Regions from separate parts of the Danio rerio genome. Here region 1 is linked to region 2. The links are chromatin contacts, called in public HiChIP or PLAC-seq maps. All regions are on one chromosome and are shown on one strand. Each heading gives the region's core, a stretch centred on a gene start, on an enhancer-like site or on the middle of the called end of the contact. The rest is flanking DNA. Distances are from core to core; before and after follow the strand shown.

Evidence for each region. HiChIP or PLAC-seq counts read pairs in DNA pulled down with a chosen protein or histone mark.
Region 1: an H3K4me3 HiChIP or PLAC-seq map of embryo shows a contact between it and region 2, with 6 times the contacts expected there. The contact joins two enhancer-like sites. A contact is called at or near these places in 1 of 18 Hi-C or Micro-C datasets (hematopoietic stem cells) and 1 of 4 datasets of contacts at active chromatin or transcription factors (embryo).

What each region holds. Positions count from the first base shown.
Region 1 is chr23:35,881,898-35,887,374 of GRCz12tu, reverse strand. All of the region lies in intron 8 of plxna2 (plexin A2), which reads left to right. Among named protein-coding and RNA genes, the nearest start is that of dre-mir-205, 350 kb to the left of the region's middle. Within about 2 kb of position 1,859, at least 5 of the 62 cell types and tissues checked have an H3K27ac peak or open chromatin away from gene starts, as enhancers often do.
Region 2 is chr23:35,482,475-35,487,814 of GRCz12tu, reverse strand. No RefSeq gene overlaps it. Among named protein-coding and RNA genes, the nearest start is that of cd34, 41 kb to the right of the region's middle. Within about 2 kb of position 3,779, at least 8 of the 62 cell types and tissues checked have an H3K27ac peak or open chromatin away from gene starts, as enhancers often do.

The DNA of each region.
Region 1 (5,477 bases), core at 610-3,109, 400 kb before region 2:
ATATTAACTAATGGAGTATACATTTTTAAATGATCATTTATTGCAATAAGTACAAACAATCACATTTATAGCACAGTGGAGCTCAATGCTGATAGTCAAGCAGAATCTGCCTCTGACTTGATTTGCTCACCAAAGTCTCTGCATTGTCAATGACAGTAGAACATTTAAACAATATCAGATTAATTTCCACCATTTAATTGAAACATTAAATTTCAGTTAGCTTTTATCTATAATTAAAACAAACAAAGGGTTACATTAAACCTGAGTTGACAATGTCTAAATCATCCCCATCACTCTCTCTCTCTCTTCTCAGATGGGATGGCGGGCCAACTTAAAGGTTACCTTGGGCAAACTTTGGCCCCCAGGCTCTAGTTTAGGCTTCACTGAAATAGGGAAACTTAATTGTAACAGACACTACCATTTGATTGTCTTCAAGTACCACTAATTTGTCTGATTGCTCTTACTGAGCAATGAGGCCCCTTTGAAAATGACTGTGAATAGGCTTTATTAATGTGTATGACATAATAGAAGTTTCTGCGCATTATATATCATGTAGTCTAAGTGAATTTCTCTTTGCTTAGCTTTTGTTTCATAACCCTTTTCAGAGTTATTGCATCTTTGGCTGCCTGACTGTCCATTTCGGTTGTAATCCTGTAAAGTAAACAGATGATCTCCTATTTTTTTCAGTATACATTCCACATTTAATCCACTGGCATTCTGCTAGTCTTGTGAGTCTAGCCAGATATGATGATGTCATGCATGCATGTTTTAAAAAAGCAGCATTTTCAGTGCCGCTAATCAGCATGTGTTATATGTAATGTGAATTAGTAATGCAAAATAAATGAATAATCAAGCAAGTGATTCGTTTCCCACAATGATACCATTGCCATGTTTTGCCGAGGCTGTGTGGATTCTTTTTTAAGTTTCTGACTTGATTATTTAACCAAAGTACAATTCACACTGCTGTGTAAAGGCCCCCTGCAGTGTCCCATAAGCCAGTGGTTTAAACATTGCTTATCTGAAAGCATTGTCACTTGTGTAGGTTTGACTCCCCTATGCATGGTAGAGTGTGATTACATTCTGTATGTTGTTCTGCTCACTGCGAGGCTTTGTAGTTTGTTCTCTTTGATGAGGCGCTGAGAGACAGAGGAGGCTGTAGAGCATCTCCAGATCACAGGCTCTTTAATCAATAAGGTTAACTACACAAAGCCAAGAGGACAAGTCTCCACTGGGTGCACACCCATCAACTTTACCTGCTTCCTTCTTTCCTTTACCTGACCAGATTCATGCAATTTGAATCAGATTCGTGAAGTGAATCAAAAGCCATCCTTTTTATTCCTCATAGCGTGAGCTTCCAAAGTAAGATTTGCACGCCAGTTAGGATTGTCAAAAAGCCTCTTGTCTTCTTGCGTATAGGGTCCCATGCTATTGATTTGATTATTTCAGTCAGGTGCATTAAGCGTTTCCTGAAGGGTAATTGGAGGGTATTATGTGCTTAAAGGGGGTTTGTTCCTCTTCTTTAGCCGCTGGCTCTCAGATAGATGTATACGTTTGAGGAGAAGCTAAGGGTCGAAACTCAATGGGGTGGCCACAAGAGACCCATGCTGAGTGCTTATCCTGCTTGCCCCAGTTAAATGCCTTGCTCAAGTGTGTTAGTTTTGGGGCCAATTTGGATTTGTGCTTGTATCTTCTTGGCTCGGGTTTTGAGGTCAGAGAGATTACCTTATCAGTACGCTCAGAGGAGACTCTGCAGCTATGAAAACAGCAATGTAAAGATCCTAAAGTATGGGCTATCTCATCATTCATCTCTCCCATTGTCCACCAGACAGCTAGTGTTTGCAGTAGAGCTAGTCTTTCTCGGGCTTTGACTGAATGTTAGGAGGAATGCTTGATGGATAGTCATGACCAACCCCCCTGGAAACCTCAGTATAGGCCCACATAGTTCAGTAGCACCATCTATTGATGAGAACATTGAAGCAATAGACCACAATGTCTGAACTGACCTAGGGTCCCATAGTGGATTACACAAAGACAGAGGGGCATTTGATGTGTTGTGAGTGTCTATGCATCAATGCTTTAAGAAATCAACAAGTCAATCTTACGATGGTGCCAGTCATTCTGACAACACTTTCAGTTTTATGTAACATTTTATCTCATCACTCACCTCTCTTATTGTCCACCAGGTATTTAGATTTTTTTGTGTGTGGAAAAGTTCCTTTTTTTCTAGCTTTCACTGAATGTTTGGTTATATTCTTGAAGGATAATCAATCCCCTTGCCACCTCAGAATGGCTTACCTACTAATGTATACTGTAAATTGTACAACGAAACACAATGTCCGAACTTACACATGGTTCCAGAGCAGTTTACAGTTTGAGGTTCGTGGGTCATTTATGAGACCATGCTCATTTTAGTTGCATGCCGAGTCACCAGCATGCACTACACCTCAAGAGAACCCCCTCTTCTATTCTCTCATGGTGGCATACGGGCTTGCCCCTATTTAGCTTAAGAGATTTTGACAAGTTGCGATGCATGCAGGCGGAATCCTTGACCTATTTCTTAATGAGTGAACAGTACAAATGCATTCGGGGCTGCCTTTGCAGTGCAAGGCTTTCCACCGTCCCCCCACCCCTCGCATACACAGACAGACTCTTGCATGATCATGCCCTGCAGGATGGGCCCTTGTCGAGAGAGTTCATCTGCTTCCTCTGTGCTAGTCTCATGTAATAATGTGTGTGTTCAACATTTGTTTGCTTTAACACATTGATCTCGCATTCTCTTTTGAAGCATTGACTGTTTACATAGTGCTCTCCACTGTCCAACTGTCACAACAAAGATCCCTATCACTCTTGACCCTTCTTGTTTATGTGAAGCGTCCCGCTGCAGCTTTTTAGACGCGTGAATGCATTCAAGTGTACCAAAGCAGAGCCAGATGTGGTTGCAATTGCAATTACTCTCTGAGATTAAAGTTTCGAGCCAGATTTAGAATCACACCGCATAAAAATTGGTATTTACTAGCCAAGTGTTTCTCAACCACGTTGCTGGAGGACCCCCAACGCTGCATGTTTTGGATGTCTCCTTTGTCTGTTACACCTATAACAGGTCTTTTAGTCTCTGCTAATGAGCTGATCATCTGAATCAGGTGTGTTTGGTTAAGGAGACATGAAAAATGTGCAGAGCTGGTTGGCCTCCAGGAACGTGGTTGAGAAACACAGTACTAGTTTACCTCAAAAGGCATTTTCAGCTGCCTGAATGGCTTCTTTGTCTATCTCTGTACATCCTTTATCAGGTTGTAAACAACCTGGCGTGATAATTTATCGTCTGCATTGGTGGATTAGGCATGGCGTTGATACGGTGACCTGACATTCGGCTACACTGTAATTAGGCCTGTGTTTTTTGCTGCAGCTAATTACCCTTGAACAGTTGGTGGACAGGCTCTCACTTGGAAGGTGCCAGTGTCCAGATTGGTCACAGAGAATTGTGGGTGTTGACGCATTTACAGCTCTAGAGAGTGGGCAACAGAAAGACACGAGTCAGTCATGCGCAGGTGCCGGTCATTCTGAAAATGCTGGCAGTTATTTAGCATTTTGTCTAAAAATATTAAACATATTCTTTTTGTGAGGTGCCACTAGCCATTCTACATTGCAGGATTCAACAGTCTATTGCCTTTGTTTTTGAGTAAACAGTTTTTTTAAGTAAATGTTCTTGTATTCTACAACAGTCCTACAGAGTTAGATTTAGAGAACCTTAAGGCACTTGTTGTGCTCTGTCTGTACACTTTGATCATCTGAAGTGCTGGTATTGCTCTCAGTAGCTTGTTGAGACCATTTTTGCCTATCTGAAATAGTGCTTCTTTCGTATGAGCAACTCAGAACACACAAGATAAAATCAATCGCCTCCTATTTCTTCAATACAAACTTAGATGCTCTGCTTCCATTTAATGAGTAATGCATGCTGTTCAGAAAGGGAACTTTGCTAGGCTGATGCTTTTGGTTGATTGGTCCATGTATGTGCTTACTTTTGGTTAGCTTTCATGACAAAGTTTTACCTCTTGAGACTTGGAGGAAAGTGTTTGAGCAGATTTTTTTTGTGAGAGAGAGTGGTTGAGAGAGCAAGACACATGTTGCTGTTTGTCCAGTCATGAGAGGCAAGAGTTCTCCAGTTAAACCCAACACTCCCCTTCTCCTTCTCTCCCCCTGCAGCCGCCGCCAGCTTGTGGAAAACAAAAGCTTTTGTTTAGATCTTCAATCCAGCAGATGGGAAAAAGGACAGTAAATGAAAATGGCAATGGAAATGGAACAAGTGGACCATGATGGGGAGCATACAAACTCCAGTCCTTTGGGAAGAGTAACGGTCCCTGAAAAATACTGCCACAAAGTTCCTTGCACTCTGCGGCCCTCTGTTACTTTTTCATCCCAATCCATTGACTGAAAGCGTTAGTCAGAGCCTCCAGGCTCTCTTGGGTCCGGGCTGCTTTTATTAAGATGTTAATGGAATTGCCTTCATGACACACTTCTATGGGACAGCCATTCTTCAATGCCTCAATCTGTCTTTGGCGAGGAACACATTAGCGGCTTATGCACAACAGGTTCCTTGCATGCTCGCCACTTTCTCATTGTGGTGCTACTCTAAGACTCTATAATTCTTCAGTTTATATAATCCTTCCCGCCGCATACATGCCATATTTCACAGCATGTAAAGGCTGCCTATTCCAACGATAACAGTAATAATCTATGGACTCCAGTGCTTCTGTTTGTTTGTCAGAGTAATGTAGCCTGATTTGTATGGCAACATCACATCAGTATGTAAAACCTCAAAAATGCTAATGCTGATTTTCTACACGGCGTCTAAAAGGAGGCACAGTATGCTTACGTAAGCCTTTTGTGCCTTCCACAAACCGCTAATGATTTCCCCCCTTAACCACAAACCCTCACGTTGTGTTTGCTAAACCCTTACTTGAGATTCCAACGCAGACATGCAAGGCAAAAAGAATGATGTGCTAAACAAGTTGAGGTTTGAGCACGGAATGGGTGTCACAAAATTTTGAAATTGATTCTGTCATTTTTGGAATATTAAAGTGATCTGTTTTTGTAATGGTCTCTAACCATACAGTCAATCGTTTTTTTTGACTGAAAAAGAGTTGGCATACTTTGAATGCATTTTTCATTTAAAGGGATAGTGCACCCCCCAAAAAAAAAAACTTTGCACTCACAAACTAATATAGTTGTGAATAGGATGGATGAATGGCATGTAGAATGGGACTCAACTTGTCCAAACTAATTTGTTATATTGCATGGACAAATGCATATGTACTGTAGGAGATGTTTTTTATGTTCCATGTGGCAATGAAATGGAATTAAAATGGGCATGATACTGTATACAGTGGTCCCTTATTATTCACAGCAGTTATGTTCTAAAAATAACCCGTATTTGGTGAAATCCGTGAAGTAGTCAGCTTTATTTTTACAATTATTTGTAT
Region 2 (5,340 bases), core at 2,530-5,029:
TGAGTTATTTCTTTTAGTTGGAATGAAATAAAAGCAGTTTTAATAATAAAAAAAAGTTAAGGACAATATTATTAGCCCCATTAAGACACCACAGAAACCACTCTTGTTATTGCCCAATTAAATTAACTTTCACGTAATTACCTATAGTTAAACCTTTAAATTGTGCTTTTATGGTCAACACTATCTTACAAAAAATATAAATAAAATTAGCAAAACAGTTGCAAAAAAAAAAAAAACACGCAAATAAATGCAGGAAAGACTAATCACAAACTCGGTATCCAGTAGCCAAATTTTAAGTGACATCATTGCATTACATTTAGTTTATAAACTTCGTTTATTTCAAAATGTAGTTTTAAAAGAAATCTGAAAAAGTTCAAATGGAGTTTATTTCTTCAAGCAGAATTAATTTCCATGTAATTGGTGAGATGATGCACACATGTAATGTCTGACGAAAACCTTTCCCTGCTAGCTCTGTCATTATCATGTTAGACAGAAGAGTAAGCACACGTCATCCTCTAGACGTTTAAATGAGTTTACGAACCCTATTATTCATCAGATAACTGTGTAGAATAACCTTTCCAAAGTATCTATCATGGGCAGGCGAAATGCTTGTGTGAGAAATCCTTCAACGGAAAACACGACAGTCGGGCAGCGTATAAGCTCGGTTTAGATATGATTGTGATGGCAGATGTAATGAGAAGCATGTGCGTGCCCTCAGTAATGGATCCATCTCACAAGCCTCTGCTGGCAAAAACCCATTTCACCCGCTTCCAGCTTTCTCCAAACACGCACACTTCTTAAGATTTACAGTAAAAAATAGACTCCATAACCCAGACATGCTTTACAACTGTGTGTCATTTGAGGCTCACACAAAAAAATGATTGAATTTACAATGCAAAATCCCTGTTTGCTTTTTCTCTGTGCTCTTCCAAGTATTGTCTAGTGCTCATTTTACCTCGATCTGATTTATTGTATCAGACCATACAAGGAGAGAAAGCGAGAGAGAGCGAACTAAAAACCATCATAGATGAAGAATAACATCCGTATGTGTTAAAAAACAGCATTGTGGGAGGAGGATTTGGGTGAGAAGTACTTTATTATGCTATGAAATGACTGTGATTAAAGGAATAGTTCACCCAAAATGTATAATTTACTCACAATTTACTTGTTTTAAACCATTATGACTTTCTTTTGTCAAACACAAAAGAAGATATTTTGAAAAATGTTGGAAACCTGTAACCATTGACTTCCATTGTATTTGTTTTTCCTACTATGGAAGTCAATGGTTGCAGGATTTCATCTCTTCCTTTGTGTTCACGAAGATAAACTCATAAAGGTTTGGAACCACTTGCAAGTGAGTAAACTTACATTTTTGGGTGAACTATCCCTTTAAAAGATTATGAATCACACTTTATTTATTCTTTTTGATTTCTCCCCCGAAATCTTACTTTTAGAGTTATATCTGAAGTAGATTTGAGTGTTTCAGAAGGATTAAACGTCCACCGTAAATCACTTCAAGAGCTGCCAAGCCGCCCAATCAGCACCAATTAGGACTGGTCATGTGGTGTGATCTGTCCTCTTCAATCAGCTACAGACGGTGGGACACAGTTATAGGGATGCATTTCGAGAGAGAGATGAGAAGATGATGAAATGAAGGATGTGGTTGAACCCACATTAGAGTCCGAACATGACAGATAAATGGAGTGCTCGGCTTCTAGAAACACGCCAGTGCACTTGGAACTGGGAAATCAGTGAAGAGACGATCTGGATGTTTGTTGAGCAAAGGTTTGTGTTATGTTTTTGTTTTTTGATTTTCAGCTTCTTCCCCATGTCAATATGCTGCAGAAGTAGTCCACTGCATTTGTGCGCAGTGTCTCAAGTTTTCTCAGTACATTGCTATTTACTGTAAGTTGTTTAAGTCTGTGTGAAACTAATATTGAAAACGATGTTTATTTTGCTAGCACATACTGTTATTTATTAGGTGAACGATTAATAATAATCTTTAAAGTCTGACCATGTGCTTTCGCATTTTGGGGTGGTAGTCCTTCTCTGGTGATGTCAGTTTAAGGGCTTATGACACAACTGAAATTAAAGTAAGTAATGTGTATTTTATATAGCGCATTTATCGTGCATGGCCAAACCCAAATCGCTTCACAATCATTCAAGGGAGGTCTCCCCACTCCACCACCAGTGTGCAGCATCCACTTGGATGGTGTGACGGCAGGCACAGGACAACGGCGGCAGTGTGTTCACCACACACCAGCTATAGGGGGAGTGGTGAGATAGTGTTCGAGCCAATTTGGTGGATGAGAATGATTGGGAGGCCATGATGGGTAAGGACCGATGAAGGGAATTTAGCCAGGACACCAGGGTTACACTGCTACTCTTTATAAGAAGTGCCATTTTTAATGACCACAGGGAGTCAGGACCTCAATTTAACGTCTCATCCAAAAGACGGGGATCACTGGCAGTATAGTGTCCCCTCCGCTGTACTAGAGCATTAGGACTCAAACAAACCACAGTTTGAGCGCCTCCTGCTGGCCTCACTAACACCACTTCCAACAGCAACCTAATTGTCCAGTAACCTGTCTTGGGCTGCTTCCTAAAATGACTCAGTAATCTGGTTACAGTCATTATGAAGTTGATGAGACTTTTATTTCAGCATGTTGCTGTACTTCCAACTGAAACTGAATATTGAGCAGGTAACTGGGCATAATTCCCAGCGCCATAGCGAAGGTGGTGGGGAAAGGGTCCACGTGATAAGGGGCCGTCACAACACCAAAGTTGGCCCAGGGTAAACTTTGATTTGGCCCACCATCCCACATGCAGATTAGAATGATAGGGAGGGTTGGGGCGAATGCCTTTAACAGAGATCATAATTATTAATTTAATGTAACTTTTTTATTGTTGTTTTTTTATTCCTGATCTACAAAAACGAGCAAACTGAAAATAATTGTTTCAATTAAATGCTGTAAATGAGTTAAAACTATATTTACATAAATACTGTCACTCAATAGATCTAGGATAATCCAGAAAATATTGACGAGCAAACCATGGCAAAAAACAGGTGCAGCCTGACAAGTGTAACTCCATTCTGTTATATATGGGATTGTTTTTTTTACTGTAATAAGTTCATTATAAAATGTAAAAATATATAATGCATTAGGTAATATAAAGCAATGTTTTCTAAATATTTTTAAATATTAAATTAATTAGAAAATCACTAATGGCAACTTATTTACCTTTGGTCCACCACCCTCAAGCAAGTTTGGTTTTGGCCCTACATAATAAAAAGTTTGGACACCCCTGCTTCAAACTTTAGGACTTTAATTTTAAAGTCTCTAAACATTCACACTCATACCCTACGGACAATTTAGTTCATCCAATTTACCTAGCATTTGTCTTGGACTGTGGAGGAAACCGGAGTACCCGGAGGAAACCCATGCGAGACGGAGGGAACATGCAAACTCCACACAGAAACGCCAACTAGCCTATCCGGGAATCCAAGCAGTGATTTTCTGTTGTGAGGCGACAGTGCTAACCACTGAGCTACCATGCTGCCCTCCCTTAATTGATCACTTGATTGCATTGCCTATAAGTAAATATGCTTTGAATAAATCATTTTGTTCCATATAAAGGAAAGTTTTATATGCATGTGTGTAATATTGTGTGTAGCTAAGTTAAAGTACCAACCAAAGATGCTTCTGTCCAAAAGGAGTGGCCCCTTTAGAAATGGGGAAGCCGTTGATTTAATACATTTCCTGCCCAGATCTGTGGAGGCCAGATGTCTTCCTACTACGACAGATAAGGACCGTGTCAACATCCAAAAGCAGTCCAAACGCTCACAAGAAACAGGAAGCTGGAAACATTCTTAAGCTTGCTTATTCCTAATAGAAACCTCCAGAGGGTTCAGCTTTTATAATGAGGATTGAACAGTCACACTAAAGGACCTCTGTATGTACACTGTTAGACAATTTATTGTATTTTTGAGGTAACTTACTGGCAGCACCATTGCGGCACCGCAACTGCATCTTTAAAGTAACTTACCTGTAAACGTGTTTTACAGTAGCAGAGCCCTACCACAATTTAATTTTACAGTAAAATAGCCTTGAAATAAATTATTTTTATGGTAAAATGCACTTTACCACAATTTTAATTTTACAGCATGACTATTTTCACAGTACTCTAATTTTATTTACATTTTACACCAGCAGTACAGAATTTAAATTTTCAGTATTTACTATTGAATTTATTCAATTCTAAACAAGTGACAAGGTCATGTACAGCACTATTTTTATTATTCATTGTTATAATATCCATTTTAAATGGTTAACACAAGTAATTTTCATTCATCAATCTGTTTTAAATACATTTTGTGATACGATATGTTAATTAATTTTCATTTTTGTCTTCAACTACAGCAGTACTTGATTACTTTGAATACAGTAGACTACCGTAAATTCCTAATATGCAGTAAGTTACTGTAAAAGTTTTTTTAAAAATTCCAAAACAGTGTATTTTACAATAGTAAACTGTTTTAATGTACAGTATGTGGCATTTTACTGGGTGTTTTGCAGTAAATAACTGTAAAATAGCGGCAAAGTCTAACAGTGAAATATTATGTGATCGTGCAGCAAAAAAAATTAATTAATTTAAAAATAATCATTAATTAGCTATAATAATTAATTTAAAACAAAAATACCCATAAAACATCCATTAAAGAGGGTTAAACATTGGTTAGATTATTATTTATCATCATTACACCAATCAAACCCATTCTAAAGCTATTAAAGACTTTGAGCTACAAAGTGAGCTGTTCTTCAGTCAGTACAGGAAGCTGTATGTTATTAAAGTAACATGAAGCAAAGATCCCTGGTGTAAAATTTATTTTCGTTTCAAGTGTTCTAGCCTAAACATATGAGGTAGAAGTGCACTTTGCACCCTTCATCCGTCCTCTTTTTTTTCTCTCCCTCTCCTCTCTCTCTGTGACGATAACAGACTCTCCTGGGATCCTCCGACCTCTCCTCCCTTGGTGTGGCCTGAACTCTGACACATAACATTCTTGAACTTCTCTCAATCTATCCCTCAGCAAGGCTATCTAACCATCAGTGTGAGGCAAGGGAAAACTCCACGACCCTCACAGCTGTGACAACACACGCCTTCGTGGGGCCAACACCAGAAAACACCCTGCTGCAGTGGTTGGAAGTGTGGATATATATGTGTGTGTTTAATCTCTGACTTCTTGTGTCACACAATCCCCCAACACACACACATACATACACTGCATTTTCTACTGGAAAAACAGATATAGGTCTCTAAGTGTTTTAAAGATCGGTGAGC